2 separate regions of the Mus musculus genome follow, and region 1 is linked to region 2. Evidence: chromatin contacts called from public promoter capture Hi-C data. All regions are on one chromosome and are shown on one strand. Each heading gives the region's core, a stretch centred on a gene start, on an enhancer-like site or on the middle of the called end of the contact. The rest is flanking DNA. Distances are from core to core; before and after follow the strand shown.

Region 1 (3,717 bases), core at 740-3,239, 76 kb after region 2:
TTATTTGAGACAGTTTCACTGTGTAGCCTTGGCTGACTTGGAACTTGCTATGTGGATCAGGCTGGCTTCAACTCACAGAGGTCTACCCGCCTCTGCCGTCTGAGTGCTGAGAGGAAAGGCCTGTGCCACTCCAGGTCCTACTTTGTTTTTTTGATAGAGGATCTGGGACGCCAGACTCACTGATCAGGCTATGGCTGGCTTGCAAGACTCAGACATCTGTCTATCTCCAGCTCCCAGTACTGTGATCACAAGCATATGCCTCCACACCCAGCTATTTGCACAATTTTAGGCACGCAGGTCCTCATGCAGTAAGCACACAACCAATTGGTCTACCTCCCTAGCCTTACAGAATTTATTGGCTTAGAACCCTACTCATCTAATCTCACGGATGTATGGATGTATGGCTCTTCTGTGTGCTTCCTCTGTCTAGGTTGGTAATCCAATCTTAGTAGCTCTCTCACATCTCTATGGGCAGCTGGCTGGGGGCTGGTTCAGATGGTTGTCATCTGGCTGATCCTTGCCTGGGTCAGTGGGGTCCTTGAGTAACATGATTTTTCATCCCTTAGAAGGCTATTGAGGGCGTACTTTTGGAGTGACTGCACAGATTCCCCAGGGAAGTAAAAATTCACACAGATTTCTGTCAAGTTGTCAAGCCAAACAACCCTCAGGAAGAGTCTAGATCCAGGATGTTCCCTAATGGGAGATGATAATACAAAGTCATAATGCAAAGGGCATATGCTGGGAGGGGACACAGGAAGGGGAATAACTGGTCACTTTTGCAAAAGTGGTCACTATCACAAAGGTTCAAGGGAAGTCGGTGGAAGGGAGACTAAAGAGTCCAAGAGATTGGAGGACTGGTTGGGAGTTGCTTAGTAGTGACTAGAGAGGGATGGGGTTTGCCTCCATTCCAAGATTGGTAGGTGTTGGTGGGTGGCGGGATGCTTTAAGGGATAGGAGAAAACAGGTCTCTGGATTTGAAGCCTCTGGATCCCTGAAGGCCTGTAACAATTAACAGAGCTGGGGATGTCAGCAAGTGACTGCTGGACAAAAGATCTGTCTGATGGTCTCAGTGAGTTGGAAGCCACTACTGGGAAGATGTGAGGCTCTGATAACACAGCAGTTGGGCAGTTCAGGTGAGATGTTGGGCCCTGAGGCCTCTGATGCTCCAGGCTGGAAGCTCATTGTTTAGCTCTTTCTTAGGCTTGTTGATTGCTGCAGAACAGAAGGAATTCTAAGCTTGTACTGTGTGGAGGCATCTTGTAAATCTTACGGACCACACATTTCTTCATGAGTTTATAGTTTGGTTTTTAATTTAAGAGACATTAGCTACACAAAGGAGGAACCTAGGGACGAATGAAAAAGGAGAAGGGATCGGTTTTGGGGGGGAGAGCTGATGTCAGGGAGAGAAGAAGGATCCACAGGGCAGGATATGTCTTCTTCAACAGAGTCCCTGTAGCTTAGGGTGGAAGAGGGTCAATATGGCAGCAGGGTTGGGTGCTGGGCTGTAGCTGGCTCTGTCAGAGTTGGAGTGGGGACAGTATTATGGTGGAAAAATTAGCCTTCCTGCTTAATGCTCTGGCTAAGGCTCCTGGGTGGTCTGTACTGACGTCAGCACAGCCCCCACCCCTTTCCTCTTTGCTGCTCTGAAAAGTCCAGCAACATCATGGCTTCCAGATGTGATTTCCAGATGTGGCCTGGAACATTTCCAGAAGGACCAAGGATACAGGGGCAGCAACAGCTAAGCAACAGCTAAACTTCCCCCCAACTCTTTCTCCAATGGCTGCCCCTCCCTGATTTCTATCGTTAGGCCAGTGTATCAGGTACCCACAAGCCCTGGGGGATGGGTAGGTAAATACCAATTCCAAAGTAACCTGAGCTGGACAGACACATCTTTACTCACGTTGGAAAGAATTTTAGGGCAGCAGAGAGCTCTCGGATGTTTCTGTTGTGAGCTGTCCCAGCAGCTCCAGGAGGAGGAAGTGAGCTATCTCCTGTGCTGAGGACCTGCCAGGGCTCTGGACTAGCGGACAGCTGCTGAAAGCCTCCCCTAATGGTAACAGCCTGGGCTCTGGTGTTTTACAGGGCTTTTACAGTATGAACAAAGGCCACGGGCCACCAAAACCAGGTGGGTGGCAGCTCTCTGATGCCTGAGCCAGCGCGTCTCAAGTAGACCTACACCTCATTTTTCTAATACTCTTGTTAACATGAAGACACTGACTGGGTGTATCTGGAATGGAGCCTCAGATTCTACATTTAAGAAAATGGTTTTCTAATTACATTAAAAAGCTGTGTGTGTGCATGACTCACTAAGCGCATTCTACAGTGAAGGTGTGAAGGTCAGAGGACAATTTGTGGGAGTTGGTTCTCTCCTTCCACCATGTTTGGGTTTGAAAGCAGCTGGAGAGGGATGGCATGTGGATGCCCTGGGTTTGATCTGCAACACATGTGTGCATGCATGTGAACACACACATACATACGTGTACACACACACACACACTCACAATCAAGGAAATAAAAATGGCTACTAGTCATTGCTAGGAAAAATTAAAACAGAATGCAGCCAGACAGTATGTAAATGAATAGGTATGGCCGTGTTCCAAAGGCAAAAGAAAAGAAAAAAGAAAAAGGAAAAACATTAAACAAAATAGGCAGTGAGCTAGGTTTTATTGTAGTTTGTTGACCCTTGGCCTTGAAGGAACACCATAGATATCTAGCCACCTTCGGAAGTCATGAGTAAAAACATGTTAGTTGAGTACAAATGTTAAAGACAGAGCACTGAGCAAACTCTGAGTGTGTGGATGCTGGGGAGAGTAGTACGTCAGTCAGAGTCCTGGCAGGAAAACAGAAACCATTTAAACAGAGGCAATTAAGTGCACGTAGTCAGTTGTAGGGGTGATGAAGAGCCTGGAAGGTAGTCACGGCAGTCAAGGAAGTTAGCAATGGCATAGAAATTGTTACTGATCCTTTGAAGCAGGGAAGGACCTAGGACACTACTAGAAGCAGGGACCATATAGCTACTGGGTGACTGTAGCTCATGCTGTCTCCCTCCTTTGCCCTTCCCTCTGTCACTCACTGGTCACCAAGCTATGATCTGGTGTGAGCATGTGACAGCCAGCTCCTGCTGTATAGGCTGATCGGGGAAAGGTGAGAAGGCTTAGGCTCAGCTGAAGGGACATCATCTGGAGTAATGTCTGGAATGTTAGGTCACTGATTGGCATAAGGAGGGAGGGTGATAGTCTGGGTGCAGGCTTAAGGTATCTGAGAGGTATAGAATGTAGGGAGGATATTCCCTTAAGCCAGATTTGATACTGACTTTATAGCAGGCTTTGGCAAATATGTGTCACATAGTCTTGTTTTGCCTAAAAATAAAATGTAAAAACCATTCTTAGCTCCCAAGTGACATAAAAACCAAGTCACAGGCAGCCACAGCTGATCTGTGAGATCTAGTCTGCCAAGCTGATCTTGAATGACTTATTTATTTGAGATAGAGTCTCACTATGTTGCCCAGACTGGTCTTGAACTACTGAGGTTAGCAATCCCCCTGCCTCAGCTTCCCACAGATCTGGGGACTACACTTGGATACCACTCTGTCTCGGTGTTTTGGGTAGTGCCAGGGATCACAGCCAGTGCTTTGCACAGGCCAGGCAAGCACTCTGCCATAAAACCATACTCCCAGCCAGAAAGGACTGCTTCAGGACTGGAGTGGACAGGAGCCTG
Region 2 (4,167 bases), core at 1,195-3,694:
GCAAGTCTCACCATGTAGCCTTGGCTGTCCTGGAACTCGCTATGTGAACCAAGCTAGCCTTATGTTCTATTTTTATTTTTTGCAACAGGGTCCTGCCCAGGCTGTCCTTGAACTTCAGATCCTGCTGTTTCAGGTACCTGAGTGCTGGAACTACAGTTGATCACGCTATGCACAGCTGGAGAGGCTTAGAATACAAGGAATACAAAGTCTGAGGATACTCAGAGACTGAAGGAACTGATAGTGCAAACACATCTGTGAGAAAACAAAGAACACAGATGTGCTGGCTGGTTTTGTCAACTTGACACACATTTAGACATATCTGGTAAGAGAGAACCTTAATTGAGAAAATGCCTCTATAATATCAGCCTGCAGACAAGTCTGTTGGGCATTTTCTTGAGTAATGACTGACATGGGAGGGCCCAGGCCACTGTGGGCAGTGATAGCCCTGGAGAGGTGATTCTGGGTTGTATAAGAAAGCAGGCTGAGAGGCCAGGCGTGGTGGCAAATGCCTTTAATCCCAGAACTTGGGAGGCAGAGGCAGGTGGATTTCTGAGTTTGAGGCCAGCCTGGTCTACAGAGTGAGTTCCAGGGGACTATACAGAGAAACCCTGTCTCGAAAAACAAAAACAAACAAAAAAAAAAAAAAAAAAAAAGAAAAAGAAAGAAAGGAGGCTGAGGGCTGGAGAGATGGCTCAGTGGTTAAGAGCACTAACTGCTCTTCCAGAGGTCCTGAGTTCAATCCCAGCAACCACATGGTGGCTCACAGCCATCTGTAATGGAATCTGACACCCTCTTCTGGTGTGTACCTGAAGACAGCTACAGCGTACCCATATACATTAAATAAATAAATAAATCTGAGAGAGAGAGAGAGAGAGAGCGAGCGCAGGTTGAGTGAGCCATGAAGAGCTAGCTGGTAAGCAGCACTCCCCCACCCCAGGCCTTGGCATCAGTATCCTGCCTCCAGGTTCCTCCCTTGAGTTCCTGCCCTGATGGATTGTAAGCTGTAAGAAATAATAATTTCCTACTCACATTGTTTTTGGTCATGGTATTTATCACAGCAATAGAAACCCTAACTAAGACAACAGGGAAATGTATATATTATTTTGTATGTTGAAATTAGTATGCTGTGTCTTTCAAAATATAGCATTTTAAGGTAAAAAAAAAAAAATCCAGCAATGAGCAGCGATGACAGATGGCCCTAGGGTGTCAATCTCCAGTATTTAAAATCAACCATCTTCACGTTAGAGACAAGTAAAAGACTTGAAGGAGACAGCGTTGGGAACTGCTGGGTATGGAGTAGAGGTTCCACATGTATGACTAAACATGTTTTTCTGCAACATTACCAGTGAATGCTAAAAACCCAAGTTCTCCAAAAAGCACCTCTATCATAGAGAAGAAATATTTTCCTTTATTCTAACCTCAAATTCCCTCAGATTATATGCTATTCTGTTTCTCCCATGAGAGCTGCCTAAGGAAATAAGTGTGAAAATCTGAGGCCCAGTCTGAATGTGGCACCTTCAGAGGTGATGTGTACTGGAGGTGCTCAGCCAGAGCCTGCTGGTGTCCCTGGTGGCACTGAAGTCACACTTCTTTCCAGATGCGCCAGTCTCTGCCACTAAGATTTCAAAGATCTCCCTTTGCACTCCAGGCTTTTACAATCTTCTGTGTTACTTCCTTGCTGCAAAAAGATATCCATTCTATCAGGGAATAAGATCTCAGTTAAAAAATCTTTTATGCCTCAAGTGCAAACAGCTAAGCAATGTTTTATAAACATTTCTCTAGTGAACCTTATCTACATTGTTTGAGTTCGTCTGAGGGCATTCTTATCACTTATTCTTTCTACTGAAGAAACTGGCTGGCCAGCTTGGTCATGCAGGCCTGCAACCGCAGCACTTTTGAGTCTGGGGCAGGACACCGTGAGACCCAACTTGGCCCGGGGAATGCAATGAGACTGGGTCTCAAAAACAAAAAGGAAGAAAAGAACCAGGGACTATGGTTTACTGGTAGAATGCTGGCAAGGCCACAGGTTCAATCTTCAGTATTTAAAATCAAGCACTACCCAACAAATGATGGATATCTGGGTGTTCTGTCTTCAAGTGCCAAACCTGGAAAAGAAAGGGAAAAAAGCCTTGCCACAGACTCAAACGGCTGGCAGAGACTTCTCTGCAGCAACTTGTGTAACTTCCCCCTCTGCACTCCTAACCATCCACACTGTTTAGAGAACTGGAGGACAGAACCCTAGAGCTACTGCAACGCCACATGCTAGTTATCTGTCCCATCTCTATCTCAGTGTGGATCTGCCCATTTGACTTTATACATCACCTTATTATTTTGACTCTTATTTTTATTAAGGAACGTTACAGGGGGCTGGAGAGATGGCTTGTGGGTGAGAGTGCTTGCTGCCAAGCCTGACGGCCTGAGCTTGATCCTCAGATACACAAGGTAGAAAAGAGAAAACAGACTCTTGTAAGTTGTCCTCTGACTTCCACATACACACAAATAAATAAGTAGATGTAAAATAGCAGTGGCAATGTAAAGCAGAGTGCTTTAAGGCTTTATTACTTTATTTGTACTTTGTTTTTAAAGACACTTAAATTCTAAACAGAGCTGGCTATGATGGCCTAAGACGTTGTCCTAGTACTCTGTAGTCAGAGACAGGTGGGTCTGAGTTCAGGCAGCCTGGGCTATACAGTAAGAGCCTGCTTAAATAAATAAAAATAAAAATCTGGGGTTGGAAAGAGGGTTCAACTGTTAAAAGCACTGACTGCTCTTTCAGAGGACCTGAGTTCAATTCCCAGTACCCACATGGCACTCACAACTGTAACTTCAGTTCCAGGATACCTGACACCCTCGCGGAGACATACATGTAAGGAAAATATCAATGTAATAAAAATAAATCAATAAAAAAGACCTAAGCGGCTGCTTTAATAGTCTTGAGCCTCCCTGCTCTGTACACGGTGGCGTGGATCCCTCTGCAGTCGTGCTGTCTCTGCTGTCACTGACCCCTCTGGGTGTGTGAGCAGTTCTCTCCCTGGCGGGTCCTGCACAAGTAGCCAAGCCTGAGCTGCTGTCTTCCATTTGTGTGTCATAACTGGAAGCCTGGATGTTTGCTGTTCTAATGGTCCTTTACTCTGCCATATTCCACAGGTTAATTATTTTGTTATTATCGTTTTGTTTTTCAAGACAGGGTTCCTCTGTGTAGCTCTGGCCGTCCTGGCACTTGCTCTGTCTACCAGGCAAGCTTTGAACTCAGAGATTTAAAAATCTCATCAGACCTTTATGAAACTTCACTGTGGTAATGATGAGGGATTCAAACTTGTAATCTCCTATTTTCTGGTCTGTTTCAGGTACACGGTGCATATACTATAATATTACAAATCTATCAGTTGTTAATTACTGGATTCTATTTAATGCATGGTTTTACAATTAGCTTGGTCAAAGTTCTATTTTGTTTGCTTAGTTTATTCTTTGAGACAGGATGCCCCTACATAAGCCCTGGCCTTAAACTCTCAATCTCCCTACCTCAGCTTCCCAAGTGCTGAGGTGTGCACTCTTACACACGGCTCTAAGTGCAGAATTTGTAAAACGATTATCTATCCATCCATGCATCCATCCATCAATTTTGAGACAGATTCTCCTTATGTTCAGACCTGGCTAGTCTGAACTCAGATATGTAGATGAGACTAATCTCAAAGTCAGAGCGATCTGTTTTCCTCTGCCTACTGAGTACTTATATTAAACACATGTGCTACCACATCTAAGTACAGAATTCTTTAAATTGTTAATTGCTAACAACAACAACACTATCATACTACAATGCTCAGGCAGCACAGAACACAAGTTGTAGAGAAAGGAAAGACTCTCATGTTGAACTTCACAGTCAGTTTACACAAGGGCACTGAAAATAAGCAGGCAGAAGAGAGTGGCCATCCTCCTTCTCAATCTAGTAAACTCTAGGTCTATTATCTGATTAATCTTAGAAAAGCTATCTTGTCCCCAAAAACACAGTACATCTTTCTCAACAAAGGAAATCAAATAACAACTATGTCAATAATAACTACTCTTATTACCTGTGTATGTCAATCTTTTAACAACTCTCAAATTCAATGGGACCAGTACATATCTCTCTAGAGCTGCATCTTAGTCTACATTGAAGGTTCATTAGCT

Evidence for each region. Capture Hi-C pulls out chosen DNA fragments and counts their contacts.
Region 1: a promoter capture Hi-C map of adipose tissue shows a contact between it and region 2. The contact joins two enhancer-like sites. A contact is called at or near these places in 2 of 484 Hi-C or Micro-C datasets (bone marrow-derived macrophages and nephron progenitors), 5 of 115 datasets of contacts at active chromatin or transcription factors (embryonic stem cells, extraembryonic endoderm stem cells, intestinal villus epithelium and 1 more) and 4 of 9 other capture datasets (adipose tissue, embryonic stem cells, liver and 1 more).

What each region holds. Positions count from the first base shown.
Region 1 is chr2:131,400,317-131,404,033 of GRCm38.p6, forward strand. No RefSeq gene overlaps it. Among named protein-coding and RNA genes, the nearest start is that of Rnf24, 49 kb to the left of the region's middle. Within about 2 kb of position 1,990, at least 73 of the 459 cell types and tissues checked have an H3K27ac peak or open chromatin away from gene starts, as enhancers often do. A contact at or near this core is called in adipose tissue, where this site is marked.
Region 2 is chr2:131,324,052-131,328,218 of GRCm38.p6, forward strand. All of the region lies in intron 1 of Rnf24 (ring finger protein 24), which reads right to left. Among named protein-coding and RNA genes, the nearest start is that of Gm30590, 27 kb to the right of the region's middle. Within about 2 kb of position 2,445, at least 28 of the 459 cell types and tissues checked have an H3K27ac peak or open chromatin away from gene starts, as enhancers often do. A contact at or near this core is called in adipose tissue, where this site is marked.